Linked DNA regions of Mus musculus: regions 1, 2 and 4 are each linked to region 3. A link is a contact called in public HiChIP or PLAC-seq and Micro-C data. All regions are on one chromosome and are shown on one strand. The core of a region is the stretch at or near the end of the contact, and the rest is flanking DNA. Distances in the headings are between cores, read along the strand shown.

Evidence for each region. Hi-C and Micro-C count contacts between places; a contact is called where the count stands out from the background. HiChIP or PLAC-seq counts read pairs in DNA pulled down with a chosen protein or histone mark.
Region 1: a contact with region 3 is called in a Micro-C map of embryonic stem cells, with 3 times the contacts expected there. The contact joins the promoter of Hip1r here to the promoter of Clip1 in region 3. A contact is called at or near these places in 1 of 484 Hi-C or Micro-C datasets (embryonic stem cells) and 3 of 115 datasets of contacts at active chromatin or transcription factors (embryonic stem cells, memory CD8 T cells and pancreatic cancer cells).
Region 2: a FOXA1 HiChIP or PLAC-seq map of pancreatic cancer cells shows a contact between it and region 3. The contact joins the enhancer-like site here to the promoter of Clip1 in region 3. A contact is called at or near these places in 5 of 39 promoter capture datasets (embryonic stem cells, fetal liver, hippocampal neurons and 2 more) and 1 of 115 datasets of contacts at active chromatin or transcription factors (pancreatic cancer cells).
Region 4: a contact with region 3 is called in an H3K4me3 HiChIP or PLAC-seq map of embryonic stem cells, with 3 times the contacts expected there. The contact joins the promoter of Wdr66 here to the promoter of Clip1 in region 3. A contact is called at or near these places in 1 of 39 promoter capture datasets (pre-B cells), 1 of 15 datasets of contacts at CTCF or cohesin (large pre-B cells), 2 of 484 Hi-C or Micro-C datasets (B cells and embryonic stem cells), 3 of 115 datasets of contacts at active chromatin or transcription factors (embryonic stem cells, large pre-B cells and stem cell-derived neural progenitor cells) and 1 of 9 other capture datasets (embryonic stem cells).

Annotation. Positions count from the first base shown.
Region 1 is chr5:123,971,748-123,976,134 of GRCm38.p6, reverse strand. Hip1r (huntingtin interacting protein 1 related) reads right to left here and starts at 2,507. Exons shown (of 32, transcript NM_145070.3): 1 at 2,280-2,507. The coding sequence starts at 2,372. Gm46922 (a long non-coding RNA gene) reads right to left here and starts at 2,267. Exons shown (of 3, transcript XR_001784954.1): 1 at 1,757-2,267; 2 at 1,417-1,466; 3 at 657-943.
Region 2 is chr5:123,990,563-123,995,211 of GRCm38.p6, reverse strand. It overlaps Hip1r (huntingtin interacting protein 1 related), which reads right to left. Exons shown (of 32, transcript NM_145070.3): 5 at 4,190-4,270; 6 at 3,698-3,774; 7 at 3,407-3,468; 8 at 354-494. Among named protein-coding and RNA genes, the nearest start is that of Mir7032, 4.0 kb to the left of the region's middle. Within about 2 kb of position 2,736, at least 173 of the 459 cell types and tissues checked have an H3K27ac peak or open chromatin away from gene starts, as enhancers often do. A contact at or near this core is called in pancreatic cancer cells, where this site is marked.
Region 3 is chr5:123,682,090-123,686,121 of GRCm38.p6, reverse strand. Clip1 (CAP-GLY domain containing linker protein 1) reads left to right here and starts at 1,761. Exons shown (of 24, transcript NM_019765.5): 1 at 1,761-1,870.
Region 4 is chr5:123,252,401-123,256,747 of GRCm38.p6, reverse strand. Wdr66 (WD repeat domain 66) reads right to left here and starts at 2,960. Exons shown (of 21, transcript NM_001370840.1): 1 at 1,990-2,960; 2 at 502-744. The coding sequence starts at 2,943. It also overlaps the pseudogene Rpl35a-ps6.

The DNA.
Region 1 (4,387 bases), core at 1,258-3,757, 290 kb before region 3:
AACTCATAACTGAAGCGCCAGCTGCCAGAAGGCTGGATGACTGCCTCCCTCCACACTCCTGAGAGGTAACCACAGAGCTCTCTGCAAAACAGGGTGTGTCCTGTCCACAGAGCAAACATGTAAGCACTCCTTTTCCTCCTGGCCCCGGGAGCCCAAGAGGAGAGGCTGGCAGGCGGCTGAGGACTTCAAATCTAAGCTAGCTATTCCACAGTCACCACCCTGCCAAACATCAATGTCAAGACAGGAGGTGTGTCCCAAAGGGAGGCAGGTCCCAGGATCAGATGTGCCATTTTCTGTCCCAAAGGACACACGGAAGCAGTAAACCAGGGCTCTCTAGGTCTTTCTTGCAAGGAGCCTGCCTGGCAGCTTGCTAGATATTTCTGGGAATGAGCTAATTAAATATTAACCACTTGCAAAACTATGTTCTTACAGCCCTCACTAAGTCACCGTGAAGACAGGCATACCCAGATGCTGGCCTCAAACTCTCCTGGGAAAAAGTTGCTCTCGAGTGGGTGAGTCCTGTGAGACTCCTCAGTACAAAGTTATACTTCATGAATAACCCTCTTCATCACTCAAAGACACAGGGAGGGCAGGCAAGATGGCTCAGCAGGCAAAGGCGCTTACTGCCTTGACAACTTGGGTTTGATTCCTAAAACCAATACGGGGAGAGGAGAGAAGTTGTCCTCTGACGTCCACACATACACACAATAAATAAATAAATAAACACAGTAAGAGTTTTAAAAGTGGGCAAAGCAGGTCAAGAGAACTCCCTTAATTACAAACCAGCCACCAACCTCATGTGGTCCCGTATCAGAGATTGTCCCTCTGACATTCAGGAAGGTTACCCTTGACATAGTCATTTAAGAAGATCAATGAACTTGACCTTTAAAAGCCCATCTCCTCTCCCATCTCTTCCTGCAGCAATCAGCATTCTCTGCACCTGCTTAAAAGCAGGAGAGAAAAAAAAATTCTAAAACTCACTGAATAAATCAAGCTCTTGACAACAGATCCTCCGTGCCAACAGTATTTCTCTCTAGGCTCTGCGAGTTTACTAGCACAATTAATTATGTATTAATGACTTCACATCAAACGCCATGTTTGTTTTTTATGGTGGGGAATCCAGGCTGGACCAGATGGAGATCACACGGATAAATTAATCATTCGAAGCCAGGTTGGTACTGGCAACTTGGCATGCTCGCTCGGAGCCCTCCCGTCCTGAGGTTTTATCCTTATCCCTGTCCATCATAAGCACAAAGGTGAGAGGCCTCCCGTTTTGTTATTTCAAAACTGAAAGCTAGTGGAGACTGCTTGTGCTAACTTGTTTTGAAAGCAACCACAGAGAGTCCTTGCTCTCTGCTCTGACCAAGGGGGAAGGAACTCGCCAGTGGGGCACCCACAAATGCAAATGTCACCAACCTGCTTCAGATACAGGTGGGAGGAGTCTTTGGCTTCCTTTATTGCTAAAGCTTAAAAAAAAAAAAAAGCAGCCATTTCGGTCTGGGCTGACTTCGTAGTCAAATAAGTAGTGACACCCCTCCGCGCCCCGCACCCCCCCCCCCCCGCCAACCTCCATGAGTCCACCCAAGACTTAATTAAGAACAGGGCAGAGTTTGTAAAACAAAAAGGAGGGAAGCAGACGTGTTGGTGGTGGTCGTCTGGAAGCAGGAGGATGAGGATTTTTAAGGCTAGCGTGGGCTACATGAGACCCTGTCTTAAAAAAAAAAAAAAAAAAAAAAACCCAAAACCAAAGCAACACCTGCACAGTGGGTCCCCAGAAGCCATGCATGAATGAATGCGCATCAGGGCCATTATTCAATTTTCCACGCCACCTTCTCGGGTCGGGCCCTCTCCTGGGAGAGCGGCGCGTGGGAGCGCAGGAAAGGAGCCTGGGAAGTTTCCGTCTGTCAGGCGCCGGTGTTTAACGAGGGGGTGGCAGCCTATTTATAAGTGGGCCCCCGCGCGGGCAAACAAGTCTGGCGACCTACGTGAAACTTTTCACCCGAGCAGATAATAAGATACTGTGCGGCCGTGCGAACAGCTCGGCAGCGAGGGAAGCCGGGAGCTTCCCTGGAAAGGCGGCGGCGAGCAGAGGGCGCTCCGGGCCCCGCGCGGCCGTGCGCACCTGGGCCGCGTCCGCATCCCGGAGCCCAGCCCCGCTGTCGCGCGGCTTCCGGTCACCTGCGCCGCCCGGGGCCGCGGAGCCCGCAACCGTCCGCGCAGGGCCGAGCGCACCGAGGGCCGCCGCCGCCACCGCCCGCCCAGCCCGTGCCCGCGCTCGCCTGCGTCTTGTCGAACTGCTCGCGCTCGGCCTCTAGGCTGTGGCCCGGCCTGCGGCTCAGCACCCGCGCCGGCACATTCTTGATGCTGTTCATGCTGCCGCCGACCGTGTCCCGGCCCGGCTCCGCGCGAATGAGGCGTCACCGCCCGCCTCAAGCCTAGGCACACGGAGGCCGCGCGCCGCGCCGCACGGGGAGGAGCCGCAGCCCCTCCCGCCAGTCACTCCGGTTGTCCAACCGACGCCCCGCCCTCCCCGGCTCCGAACGCTCCGCCCCCCGCCCCCGCCGGGTCCCCGGGACTCCTGGCGTGCCCCGCCCACTGCATCCCTTGATCAACCCTAGGATGCCTAGTAGCCACCACTGTGGTCCCTTAGGACTCCCAGGACACCCTGCCATGCAACCCTCTGTCACCCAGTACGCCCTGCCCTGCACCCTTCCAGTCCCCGGGGACGCCCCATCCGGCACCCCTTCTGGTCCCCCGGGACTCCTTGAACCCCAAGACTCTGCATCCGCTTCGTTCCCGCGGGACTTCCTGGGAGTGTCCCTTGCACACCTGTCCTTGTCTCCTTGCACAATTCTAGCTCTCCAGGATTCCCCAACACACCAGTTCCCTAATTCTGACAGATCAGATGCAAGGACAAATACCCACTTAGCTTGGCTACATACCTTCTTACCATCTCCCCAAAGAAAGGAAAAATCACGTTGGGTCTTTCTCTACACCTGTAGGGGGAAAACTGGAACAAATAAGAGTCTTGTCTCCTTGAGTCTGGTCAGTAGCCACGCTGCAGGTTTCTTTGGTTTTTTTGTTGGGAGCCCAGCCATCTCTTCAAGTCTTTGCTTTTTGAGATGAAGTATCAACTCCCTGAGATAGGAAATGCTGTCATGAGTTAGACACCTGACCGTCTGTCTCCTAGGTCAGGTGACGCTCTCTGAGGACCCAGACGGACCCTTTCTTTCCCATTGCTCATTCCTTACTGTGTTGACATCCACTCAACATTTCAGAGTTGGACAAGGCTGTCTTTGCCACTAAGAGATTAGCCGTGCTTTATCTAATACCAATCAATGAAAAGCTCCTTTGCCAAAATATGAGGAGTAACAACAACAGCCGATACTTAAAACCTATTTGCCAGGTATGGGGCTAAACCCCTTATACCTATTATCTTGTCCCTAATCCTCAGCAAGTCACTAAATAGCCATGGTCAAAAAAAAAAAAAAAAACACACAACACAACAGATGAGCCGATTTGTTCTGTGCCAGCTGTTTCTCGGACTCTTTTTCTCACACGGGACAAAAACCAGTTATCCTGTGATTTCCATACAAAAGACCAGCCCCCACTGGGTATAGAACATCTACTACAGTGGCCTGTCATTATCAAAAGTTCCCATTCTTTTTCGTCAATAGAGGCTATTACTGCGCTGGGCGTGGTGTTCAGGCATCCAGTCAGCAGGACCCCATTCAATCTTAAAGTTTTGGTGGTATTTTTGCAGACCAAGAAAAAAAAAGGGGAAGGGCTTCGAGCCTAGGTTCACACTGTTGCAAAATGATGCCTTCAGGATATGGTCTCAGATCGGCCAGGTTTCCAGACAAGCACACTTGTAATGATACTGGAGTCCCTATGGCTATTACAATGTATCTGCGGGTGAGGTTTTGAGTAGCTGAAGGTCAAGGTGGCCTTGTGCTGACCAGCCTTCTGCTTTCCATACCTAGTAAAGCACCTGGTACATGACCTTGTTTTTTAAAAATGGGCTTGAGGGTCAACAAAATGGGAAAGTAAAGGTGCTTGCTGCCAAGCTTGAGGTCCTGAGTTCAATGTCCAGGACCCCCATGGGGGAAGGAGAGAAATGATCCCTGCATGTTGTCCTCTGACCTTTAATTCAAGCTGTGGTATGCACATGCACATATACACAAAATAAACACATCAATTTAATTAAAAACAAACAAACAAACAGGTGTGAGGGTAAGCATGGGACCATTAAATCCAGCATTTTTGAGGCAGGGGTGGCCTCTGTGTAAATGAGGCCAACCCAGTTTATATAGTGACTTAAAAAGAGTTGGCATATAAAATGAAGGTTTTGAAAGAATAAACCAGCCCCACAGAGTAGAGAACAGAG
Region 2 (4,649 bases), core at 1,487-3,986, 310 kb before region 3:
CTTCCTAAGTGCTGGGATTACAGGCGTGCGCCACCACCGCCTGGCTCACATTTATTGGTGTTAACGGGGAAGGGTTTATTGGTTCTCTTTCTAAACTAGTACTCTCTCAGTCCTCTCTCTCAGTCGTCGTCGTCGTCTTTCTTCGTCTTTCTTCGTCTTCTCCTCCTCCTCTTCCTCTTCTCCTCTCTCTCTCTCTCTCTCTCTCTCTCTCTCTCTCTCTCTCTCTCTCTCTCTCTCTCTCATCTCTCCCTCCCTCCCTCCCTCCCTCCCTCCCTCCCTCCCTCCCAGGCCTCCTTCCCTCTCAGCACAGGAGGACATAGGGCCTCCCGTCCCCACCAGGGCTGCACACTCACAGGAGTGCAGCTTAAACATGAGCTTCACTGTGTAGTGGTACAGGTGGCTGCAGTCCTGAATGACCTGGATGAGCGGCGCTAGGCGACACTGGCCAGAAGACATCTGGGACACTGCGATGGCCGTGTTGAGCTGCCGGAAAACTGAGAAAAGGGCGCAGGTGGAAGCCAGCATGAGCAGATGTGGCTGGAGGCCAGCTTGTGGGCAGCCCCACCCAGGTCCACTTTAGTGGCAGCTCAGACACTAGGGCCCTGGAGTGGGTGAGTGGCCCTCCACTGTGCTGTCAAAACCATGGTGGAGGTTTAGTAATGGCTGGGATTCTAATCTGGGCCTTCAACAGCATCCTCTAGGCTGGGACTAGTGTCCTGTGCCCCCTGGAACAAGGTCAAGGTGGACAGTAAGGCTGGGCTATGCTCTCAATAAGCTCTAGTTAGGGAGGGTTTTCTAGAACCCTCGGCCAGGGTGAGTTGGGGACAGGCGCTGAAGGACAGGAATGCCCGCTCCACATTCCAGGGCCGCAAACTTACACTGTACCTCAGAGACGGAACAAGCTTAGGGCCCCAGAGAGGTGGCTCAGTGCGCACCACCAAATCTGATGGCCTATACGTCACATGGAGAGGGACAGACCCCTTTAAGTTACCCTCTGACCTCTACACATGTGCCATGGCACAGGCATGTACACACACACACACTAAATTAAAATGTAGCCCATCTATTTTAAAATACTGTCACTCCAACTAAGCATGTTAGTGCAAACCTATAATCTGCTCAGAAAACTGAGGCAGGAGGATTGAGCTCAAGGCCAAACTTCTGAAAAGCAAGACCTTGTCTCAAAAACAACAAAAGAGGCCGGAGAGGTGGCTTAGGGGCTACTGTGCTGGCTACTCTTCCTGAAGACCTAGGTTCTATTTCCCAACACACACACACACACACACACACACACACACACACACACACCCTCACAACTAATCCATAACTCTGGTGCCAGAGGGTTTGATGCCCTCTTCTGGCTTCTACAGGTACCAGGCATAGACATGGTACACAGATGTACATGCAGGCCAAACACCATACGGGTTTGGTTTTTGGTTTTCGTAAAAAGACTGTCACTGTAATAGCCCATCGTGTAGCTGTGGAGACTGGCTAGTGTCTGTTCCAGGTCACAGCCTTGAACACAGGCTCTGTGAGCCCCAAATGACCTGATGCCTCCTCACTTGTCCTGGAGACCCTGACAATCAGGCCTTGTATCAGAACTCCAGAGAAAGAGGGACAGACAAAGGACAAACACGAGGCTGCCTCCCCTGGCCAGCATCTTCTCTGGGGCAGAGAGGGGAATGACAAAGAGCGGGGCAGTGAGCCAGGCCGGGAGAGCAGCCAGGCCCCATGTGGGGCAGATCTGAGTGGTGCCAGAAGCCCTCAGCCCCTTGGTCTGGCCATGCCTGGGGGGGGGGGGGGAGGAGCTGTCTGCAAGGATGGAAGCCACACTAGGGTTTTGTTTCTTTGTTTGGTTTTGGCTTTTTTTTATCTTGGGGTGTGTGTGTGTGTGTAAACTCTGGTTTTGTTCTGTGCCCTTCCTTTCTCCCTTCCTCTGCCCCTCCCTCCTCCCCAGAGTGTCGCCCACCCACCCACCCCCACATGCTAGGCAAGCACTTCATTATTTAGGTGCCACCCTGGCTAATCGAGACCAGATTGGTCTCAAACTCAGATATATGATTGATTTTTTTCTCTTAAGCACCAGGATTAAGGGCATGTGCCACCAAACTCGGACCTCTTATTTAAAGTTTTCTTTCCTTTATTTTCTATGTATAGGTGTTTTGCCTGTGCACCACATGCCTGCAATGCCCTCAAAGGCCAGAAGAGGGCATCAGATCCCCTAGAACTGGACAGTTAGGACCAGCCACAGGGCCAGGGCGCTCTCCAGCCCTTCTCACTTTTGAGACTGGGTCTCAGTAAGCTCCCCAGGTTGACCTTGAACTTACTCTAGCTCAAGCAGGCCTCAAATTCACGATTCTCCTGCCTCAGCCTTCTGAGGCACATCGCTCTTAACAGCCTTGCACTCCCATTGAAGGCAGTGTGTTACAGCGGGCTTTCTACTGAGGTAGACCTGCAGGGGTTTCTATCTTCTGTCACCTACGTGTGCCCACTCTCTATAAGTCACCAAGGATAGGGGCCTGCAGGTCCTTCCCCCTGGGCCTCCTCCTAGGTCAAGAGCAGCTAGGGTGGGACACAAGGGCTACGGCTTGAATCTCACGGCCTGTGTGCTCTGAGGAGCTCGGGCTTCCCCTTTCTGCCAGGACTCAATTCCTGGTGGCCTGGGTCCAGCTGCACTACTGGGCCACACCCCTGGTGACCTGCCGTTTTGTCCTACTCCTGGACAGGCTCCACGCTGGCCTCTCACCCTCCAGAGCCACAGGCCCAGACCCAGCGTACAGAGTGGCTGTCCTGCCTCTTCCCAATTCCCTGTTTTTCCTTAAAAAGGCGTGTGCCTTGGGCTTCATCATAGCCAACAGTGAGTCACAGCAGTTATTTTGAAGGTACAGCCCAGAACAATCACCTCCCAGGCGGGCGGGGAGGGTGAGCCCTCAGAGATTTCCTGTCCAACAGCTGCCAGTTCTTTGGCTGAACAGTCTGACAGGACCGTGAGGCATTTCAGAACACACAGTAGGAAATGTTAGCCATGTTTTCTCTCCTGGAGAGTAGTGCGGTGCCGAGGCCAGGCAGGAGCCTAGAGGGTCCTCCATGGGGCACACCCCACCCTCCACACCCAGGGGCCCATAGTGGCCTTCATGTGCCATGTCTTGGACACACGTAGGGTCTCGAGGAAGGGAAGTCTCTGCTTGTGCTCTGGAGGTACCATGAGGCCCCCTTCTGTCTTGGAGGGAGAGGGACCCCAAGGAAGAGGTGCACGTAAGACCTGGGTTACTGTGGGTGCTCTATCAGAAGAATCACTCGCCCAGTGTCAGTGGGGCCCAGGTTTCACCCCAACAGCAGGAAAGACAAGTGAAAATCCAGCCTGCCCACCAGTGCCTTCACAGCCTGGCATGAGTGACTTGCTCACCTGACTCAGAAAGCTTCAGTTCACAGTCCATGTAGTCAAACATCTCCACGGTAAGCTGAAAACTAGGAGAAAAGACGGGGATGCAAAGGGCAGCAGGGCACACCCACACAATCCCCGAGACCCCTTAGGAACAGGAAGCAAACTCCATCAGGCAGAAACATGGAGTACCTGATAAACCCCTTCACCCATAGCCTGGCCCCCTGGGGGTCATGACCTTCAGCCCTGTGGCCTCACTTGACATGGTCCCCAGTGGGCAGGCACTTGGGGGAAACTGAGGCTACACAGACTCACATGTTGTTGACATCAGTTCCCGCCGCCTTCTCCAACACCTCATCTGTTACCTCCAGGCCTGCAGGAAACTGGGGATGCTGCAGAAACAGCCCCCACGCAGCCTCATTGAGCAGCCACACACGGGTCCCATCCCTGCTCCTGACAGCTCCCATGAGAAGGGGAGTCGCCAGGGAGGTTTCTCAATCCCCTCATTCTGTGATCCCAGCTTCTCTGGTTAAGCCAAAGGGGCCGACAGAAATCCTGGGGCTGAGGCAGGGGCAGCCTGACCAGGACTGACGGGCAAGGCCACTGGAGCACACACAGGCTGGCATCTGCATTGGATCTATGCAAACATGGAGACAGCCCGATGATCTCCTGCCAGTCTTCCTAGCCTCCACAGCAAGTGGACAGAGCATGGATGGACAGGTGCCATCCAACCCCCTCTATGCCCCAGGATGTCACAGAGAGAAGAGCCTCCCAGTCCCATAGTCCATGATTGCTCAGGGAGACTACCTTAAGGTGGAAGGAGATCTTAGTCAGCAACAGTTTGGTATAGATATTCACCAGGTGTCCATACTGGTCACGAAGGTGGCCCTGTGGGGATGGGAGCCCTGTGTGAGGTCACTGTCAAGAACACACCTAGGAATCCCAAGGATTGAGCATGTGCCCAGACAGGAAGAAAAGAGGTAGCAAGAGAAGCAGGCCTTTCTTCCACAAATCAGTCACTCACTCGCTCAACAAACATTTCCTGCTAGTCTTCACCAATCTCATTACTCTGTCTCTAGCTTCCCCTCCTTAACCTCATTCCTTGTCACTCTTGCCAGAGAAAGTCTTGTGAGAGGCAAAGAGAGCACTTTGTCGGGGCAACAGGCCAGTTCTGAGCAGGGCACTTTACTAAAGAGCTGGTGGCATCCAGGGGAGGTGCATTCTGGTCTGCACACAGCTTCCTTGCTCCCTCTTGCAAAAAACACCA
Region 3 (4,032 bases), core at 512-3,011:
GTTTGCAGGATGGTGCCTACTGCTGTTCTTGGTTAGCTGAATGGAGCTTTTGTGGTCATTGGCTGGTTCTCTTTGAGAGCTCATCCTGGGATTCTAAACAGCAGTTTGTCATTCTCTCATCATTTCCACTTTTTTTTTCTTGGTTTTTCAGGACAGTGTTTCTCTGTGTAGGCCTGGGTGTCCTGGAATTCGTTCTGGAGACCAGGCTGGTCTTATATTCAGAGCTCTCTCTGCTTCTGCCTCCTGAGTGCTGGGATTAAAGGCGTGTGCTGCTGCCACCCCAATACATTTTTACTCATCGCCAGGATATAGCCCTGGATGGTATGTAGAGCAGGCTAGGTTAACCTCAAGAGATTCAGCTGCCTCCCACTCCTGAAGGCTAGTATTGTCAGTGTGCACACCAATAGGCCTGGCTGCTATTATTATTATTATTATTATTATTAAATATTTTATTTATTTGTTATTATAAATTTTATGACAGGGTTCTATGTATACTCTGTGTAGCTCTGGCTGTCCTGGAACTCAGGAGGCAGAGGCAGGCAAATCTCTGTGTTTGAGGCCAGCCTGGTCTACAAAGAGAGTTCCAGGACAGCCAAGGCTATTACACACAGAAACCATCTGGAATAACCAAGAGAGGAAAAACAGAGTTGAATTGTACTCAGATCAGCGGGTAAGTATTGCTTGCCTAAGTAGGAATGAATTCTGGGTTCCCAGGGTACTCTCACCTCTTGACCTTGGAGCTCACATATCAGGCTCAGGTGGAATAATAGATTATTTTTGTGTGTGTGTGATTTAAGGCTTAAATGGACAGGAGGGTCTGCAGATGAAATTTACTTTGTGCATTTCCAGTGGAGTTCCCTTCTTGGGCTCTCTGAGGTGCCTGTTTGCCCAGACACAATGGTGTTTTAAATAAAGGTCAAGAAGGGAGGTCGCCCTTCAGAATATTTCCTCCTTGGCCCCTTCTCCATCAATACTGAGTCACTGCAGAAACCTGGGCTTCCAACAGCTGCAGATTTCTGCCGGGAGCTGCAAAACTTCTGGGGTTGCCATGGTCCATGGGAGCGAAATGCTGGCCGCCCTCTGCTAGCGCAGCCCTGAGCCGGCTGTTGCAGCGTCCTCTCCAGTCCCTTTCAAAAGCTTGACAAGGGGATCCCTGCTTGGGGAGGAGCCCGAACGGGACATTAACCTGGGCTTCTGTCCAAACGACTGGGGCGAATAAAAGACGCTTTTCTTAAACTAACTGGGCTGCAGCCCTGGGCTCATCTCAAAGGATTTTTTTTTTTTAACCCCTCAGTGATTTCCTGGAGAGCAGAGACCGTTCATCCCAAGCTGAGCTTGCCTATGGGCATCTCCCTTCCAACTTGGGGCAACGGATTTATCACCCTGCTCTAGGCGGGAAAGGGAGGTCAATGAAATCAATCAGCTCCCCCACTCTCCAACCGCACCCCATCCCATCCCCAAACGGCAGGCTGCGGTTGGTCCAGTCTACGGGTAGCCATCCGGGGTGACTTGCATATTCTGGGCACACTTGGCTAGGAAACAGGGAGAAGCCTGAAATGCCAAGGCACCCGCGTCTGCAGGCCCTTCGGTCCGTCCCCCGGCATCTTGCTCCTTATCGTGGAGGATTTAGGGGCTCGCAAGGGGAGCAGGCAGACAAAGGGGCGGCAGGGGAGCTCGCGGGCGGCAGCGGCCCGGGCACGGGGAGGGGCGGCGCGGCGTCTTCTCCCGGCCCCGCGGCGGCGGCGGCAGCGCGTCACGTTCTCTTCCCCGCCCCGAGCCGAAGAGCCGGGGAGGCGGGAGGCGGCGGCCGCGGCGGCTGCTGCTGCTGCTGCTGGGAGGCAGGTGACGGCGACCAGCGGCGTCCCAGGCGGTGAGCGAAGCGCGGGCCCCATCTCCATCTCTCCTTCCTCGCCGTCCCACCCGTTCTCCCTCCGCTCCTTCCCGCCGCCCGGGGATCCGGGAGGGAAACGCCGGGAGGGAAGGCTCGTCTCAAGCTCCCGCCACGCACCGGGACGGCGGCCGAGGAGCCGCGGACGCACCCGGGAGGGTGGCGGGCGCGGGGAGAGCGTGGCTGCGGGGAAGGCTGGCTGCGTGCGAGCCGCGCGCGTCCGGGCCCTGGCAGCCGCGGCCCGGGGCCTTGCCTGCCTTCCTCCCGCCGCCTCAAGATGGAGCGTGGACTCCTTGTCCCTGCGCCGCCTCGGGAGCCGTTCTCGGAGGAGCCCGCGTCCTCTTCCCCAGCTCTTGGAGGGGGAGGTTCCGGGGACGGCTCCGTCGCTCCCAGAGGCCGCGGGTCCGGTTCGACCTGTTGCCCTGGACGCCTCCCGCCGCTCGCCATCTGGGCGAGCTTTCCTCGGGCAGGCCCGGGACGCCGGGTGGCCGGCCGCGAGCCGGCATGGAGGGCGCCCTTGCCCCGTGGCGCTCGGGCTCAGCCCGGCCCGGCTCGGGCCCCGGTTCCCGGTCCCTGGCTGTTCGGCCCCGGGCTTTTGTTTTCCTTCAGACCCCTGGAGCGTGATTCTCTGTGAAGGTAGAAGGGCGAAACAGGGTGCCAGATCTCTGAAATCACCGCTGCCCGGTAACCCGAACCTGCCAGCGCGGTCGGGGGTTGGCGCGGAAGACAGATGACACTTGTTCGGGGTTGGGGGTGGGGATGGGGTGACTATTTTAAAAGCAGAGAGCCTTGTGGTTTGTCTCGAACCTGGAGGTGTTGCGTTATTGGGGAGAGAACAACAGAATATCGGATTAATTTATTTAATTTTTATTTATTTTTATTTTTTTCTGAGTCTGGAGTCCTGCCCTGACATCCCGTAGTCTCTCCGCTTCATGTGGCTTTTCCCATCTGGCAGAAACCGCACACCACCCCCTTCCTCCCTGCCCAGCCCCACCTCTCTGGTATGAAGAAATGACTCGTTAAGTCTGGAATCCACGTGCATACCCATTTTTTAGCAAAAACTTGCCAACTACTGTTTCTATTTATTTACTTATTTATTTATTAAGACAGTGGATATGTTTCTGTCATTTCCTTGGTTTTTTTTTTGTTTTTGTTTTTGTTTTTTTTCATTTTGGTGTGAGTCGGCAGTCTAGCCTCTTCTAGGCCCAGGACTGTGTCTGTCTGTCTGCTTGGGGCTCTGTTAGTATTTATGCGGTGGTGCTTTGGTGATTCTCATGCTAGGATTTTATGATTATTATTCCTAATTGTGGCTCCCAGTTAGGAGAGCCGCGTTTGGCTTCTAGGCGTAATGATGCTCTTTTGCAAGTATCCTCAGGACTGTTGCTCCTCAGCCTTGGGGCATTTCTTCCTCTTGAAATAATAACAATTAGGGTTTATGGAGGGCTCCTTCTGACCGTGCTCTGGGCAAGTGCAGAGTTTTGTTTTTGTTTTTATCTCATGTAATCCATCCAACCTAGGGAGGTTGCTGTCATCGTCATTTTACAGGGAGGGCACTGAAAGGTCAGAGTCACAGCCAATACGAGATGTTGTCAAGAACTGTACCTCAGTCTGCTAAGTTAGTTTGTTAGGGCAGTGAATCAATGGTAAAAGGCAAGGCTGGACGTTATGAAAGCCAAGGAAGTGGGTGATTGCTCAGCTGAGAGCCTGGGACTCTTGCTGAGGTTCAGAGGAAGTGGTTAGGCTTCCTCCTAGGCCTGGATTAGAGAGGTAAACATTGAACCTGGGTGGGAACTTTGGTAGTATCTCTGAACATGAGGATTTTGCTATTCTCAGCTCTTTCAGTCATTGCTGAGCACGAAAATAAGCCAACCTGGTTCTTGTCTTTAAGAAATTTAATACATTCTAAAAACTAGTATTTTTAATTTTTCTTTTAGTTTTGGTTTTTCAAGACTGGGTCTCTTTGTGTGGCTTTTATTGTCCTGGAATTTACTCTGTACACCAGGCTGGCCTTGAACTCACAGAAACCAGTTTGCCTCTGCCTCCTAAGTACTGGGATTGAAGACGGGTGTCATCACTGCCTGGCTTATAAAGGAAACTTTGACTTGAAAAAGAAACAAACATAAGAGTCAGTGTTATTAGTCATG
Region 4 (4,347 bases), core at 1,711-4,210, 430 kb after region 3:
GTCACTGGCCAAGCAGCCTAGGCTATTTCACAACCTAAATTCCAAGCCAGTGGAAAACCTTATCTAAGCACGCCTTTAATCCAGGAGGCAGAGGCAGGTGGATCTCTGAGTTTGAGGCCAGCCTGGTCTACAGAGTGAGTTCCAGGACAGCCAGGGCTACACAGAGAAACCCTGTCTCGAAAAAAGAAAGAAAGAAAGAAAGAAAGAAAGAAAGAAAGAAAGAAAGAAAGAAAGAAAGAAAGAAAGGAAGGAAGGAAGGAAGGAAGGAAGGAAGGAAGAAAGAAAGAAAGAAAGAGAGAGAGAGAGAAAGAAAGGGGGGAACATCCAATAATAAAAATAAAGGTGAACAGAGGCTAAAAAAAAGAGCCAAGGTTATCTTCTGCCTTTCACATGAATGTGGGCACACACACCCGTGCGCACACCGGAACTTCCTAGACATACACAGGTGCCTTATCTCACAATGATGTCCAAGCCTAGGAATGACATGCCATTTACACTCACCAAAGGGTACACCTTGGAGTCCTCCTCCTTCTGGAATAAGGTGTCCTCTGTGGAGACAGACACCAGTGACTCCTCCGCACTCAGTCCTTTGGACTGGAATAATTTTCGTCTTTCTTCCAGGGAGAGTCTTGCTTCATCTTTTCCTTGGGCTAAAATGTCTTCAGGCTTCTGGCTGGCTTCCTCGGTATCATCCACTTTCATACTGTTATCTTTGTAAATCTGGCTTACTTCTGGACTATCAGCCTTGAAAGGGAAACGAGATTCTGACCCTGCACGTCACATACCCAAGGCTCTGCGCTCCTATCCCCTGCCTGTTTTCATGTCCAGCCAGCCAGTCTCAGGCTAACAGGTGATTCAAAAGGGAGCCTGGGTCTCTTTCCGCCATCTTGGCGCCTGTGGAGGCCTGCTGGGAACAGGACTTCTAACAGCAAGTATGTCTGGAAGGCTGTGGTGCAAGGCCATTTTTGCTGGCTACAAGCGAGGTCTCCGGAACCAAAGAGAGCACACGGCTCTTCTTAAAATTGAAGGCGTTTATGCCCGAGATGAAACGGAGTTCTACTTAGGCAAGAGATGTGCTTATGTGTATAAAGCAAAAAACAATACAGTGACTCCTGGAGGTAAACCAAACAAAACCAGAGTGATCTGGGGAAAGGTAACTCGGGCCCACGGAAACAGCGGTATGGTTCGTGCCAAATTCCGAAGCAACCTTCCTGCAAAGGCCATTGGACACAGAATCCGTGTGATGCTGTACCCATCCCGGATTTAAACTAATGGAGAGTAAATAAACAAAAGGGAGCCTGGGACATTTTATACTAAAGAAATGAATCCAGGCTGTGTTCAGGTTAACTCTTGGCCTAACAGACCCACCCACCAAAGGCCACACAGTAGGCTCTTGGAAACACCACTAGGAGTCTTGTCCTTGGACCAGGGCTGGGTTCTTTCTTGGGGGGAGCAAGCTGTGAGAAATTCACACTATTATATCACAGGAACTCAGTCCCAAGACCTTCAGCTGACCTACTGACCCTTTACAAGTTAGGTACACACTTCATGGAAGCTTGGACTGACCTGCCTCCAAACTGGATTAAACCACCCTCCTAGGCATCTCAAAATTACTGAACTTAGCATATGGTTTTCTCTTCTCTTTAATGTGTGTATTTATGTGGTGTGTGTGTGTGTTGTGCAGGTGCTCAAGGAGTCCAGAAGAGGACATTGAATTAATTCCCTGGATCTAAAGTTATAAGGCATTTCATCATGGGTGCTGGGAACCCAAAATTCAGCCCTCAGTAAGAACAGCTAGGGCTCTTAATGGCCTGGCTGTTTCTCCAACCTCGGGACTGTCTCACTTTGGTTTTGTACTCCCACAGCCTGGCACATGCCAAGCACCAAGCGACAGACAATTCAGTGTAAATGGGTGGACAAGCTTCGGGGAGGACTCACCAGGGAGGATGATTCTGAGTAAGTGGGTGGATGAGCTTGGGGAGGACTCACCAGGGAGGAGCTTGACCTGGGTGGCTCATGGCTGATGACAATATTGTCCACCAGGGCTGTTTTGTTTTGCTTCTCTTTCTTTTCCTCCTTGGCTCGTCCAGCTTTTGTCTCAGTTGTCTCAGTATCTTCCTCCTCCTCCTCCTCCTCCCGCTCCACACTCTTCTCTTTCTCTTCCTCTTCTCTTCCCTCCTCCCTTTCCCCCTCATGTTCCGCCTCTTCCTTCTCCTGGCCCTCTTCCTCACCTCCCCTTTCCTTACTTCTCTCGCTCTCCTCACTTTTTTCCTCTTCACCGCTCTTCTCTTCCTCCCATCCCTCTTCCTCTTCCCTTCCTCTCACTTCACTTTCTTCCTCCCCTCTCACTTCCTCTCCCTCTCTCTGCTCCTCCTTCTCCACCCACTCCTCCAGCCCCTCTCCATCCTCCTGAGACTCCTCCCATGACAGTGAGCCCTCAGTTAGGCTCTGCTGCAGAGCATCTTCTTCAAAACTTGGATTATATTCCTCCTTCTCCTCCTCCTCCTCCTCCTCCTCCTCCTTCTCCTCCTCCTTCTCCTCCTCCTCCTTCTCCTCCTCCTCCTCCTCCTTCCCCTCCTCCTCCTCCTCCTTCCCCTTCCCCTCCTCTTCCTCCTCCTCCTCCTTCTCCTTCTCCTCCTCCTTCTCCTCCTCCTCCTTCTCCTCCTCCTTCTCCTCCTCCTTCCCCTTCCCCTCCTCTTCCTCCTCCTCCTCTTCCTCCTTCTTCCCCTTCTCCTCCTCTTCCTCCTTCTTCTCCTCCTCCTTCCCCTCCTCCTTCTCCTCCTCCTTCTCCTCCTCCTTCCCCTTCTCCTCCTCTTCCTCCTCCTCCTTCTCCTTCTCCCCCTCCTCTTCCTCCTCTTCCTCCTCCTTCTTCTCCTCCTTCTCCTCCTCCATCTCTCCACTTTCTCTTGATTCTTCTAGGGGGTTTTCTTCTGTATCTGACATTTCTTCTGTAGTTTCCGCTACAGAAATTTTAACGTAGATTCAGCAGGTCCCTCTATTTCCTGTGCCGGCTTCCTGAGGTGCTAACACGTCGAAATGGGCAGAAGCAGCTCTGGTCCCTTCCTGTGGGAAGAAAAGAATGGCAGCTTCTTGGGAAAGCCCAGCTCAAGTCTCAGAAATCTTTAAAATATTGACTTCCAGGGCCTCCCATCTTTCTAGGACTGATCTTAGAGTCTTCTCACTTTAAATAATTCATATTCCCACAGGCAACAAAATGCATAAGGCAAGCATTTGCAAAACCCTGCTGGGAGGAAGAAGAGAGGGAGATGGGCTGATGACTGAAGTGTAAGCTTGCCAGCTAAAGGTTCCCTCCTCTCCAACTTCCGCTAGCCTCGTTCTGTGACTAGACGCAAGCCATTTTACCCTTTCTTCAAATTTGCTCACAGGCAAAAAAATAAAAATGATAATCCTACATTCTCACATGATTTGCAGACTGGGGCAATACATGTCAAATGCTCAACACAGGTTCACCCAAAGTGTTTGCCAAAAAAAAAAAAAAAAAAAAAGCAGGGTGGGGGATATCAGGTACTATGGGGATAAAAGCAATAGTTTTCTGCAAAGAACCTGAGAGTTTTAAAGACCTCTGGGGCAGGTGAGACCCTAAGTCTAAGGTAGACAGAGCCCCCTCCTCTGGGAAACACATGGCCAGAAGAGAAAACTAACTCCCAAATCAACACATTCAACATGGTATGTGCAAAGAAAGAAAGAAAGAAAGAAAGAAAGAAAGAAAGAAAGAAAGAAAGAAAGAAAGAAAGAAAGAAAGAAAGAAAGAAAGTTAATTCTGGGCTGGAGAGATGGCTCAGTGATTAAGAGCACTCTGGCTGCCCTTTCAGAAGACCCAGGTTTGACTCCCAGCCATGACACGATCGCTCAGAACCATAAGTAACTTGAGTTTCAGGGGATCTGACACCCTCTTCTGTATTCTGCGGGAACTTCATAGGTGGTACACATACATACATGCAGACAAAACAGTCTCACACATAAAATCATTTTTTAAAAAAATTTAATTCCTCTGATACATTCTCTCATTTTGCACCTACATGAAGCAAGAGTTTGGGAGCAGGGGGCTAGGCCCATGTCTGTAATACTGCGATTCAGGAGGTAGAGACAGGAGGATCACTCGAGTTCTTAGGCCAGCACAATCTTTCTAAAAAAAGAAAGAAAGAAAGAAGGAAGGAAGGAAGGAAGGAAAGGAAAAGGAAAAGGAAAAGGAAAAGGAAAAGGAAAAGGAAAAGGAAAAGGAAAAGGAAAAGGAAAAGGAAAAGGAAAAGGAAAAGGAAATGAAAAAGTTTGTGGCCCTGGGAGGCACGACTTACGACAGAGCTAGAATTTAGTTCTTTTGTTTGA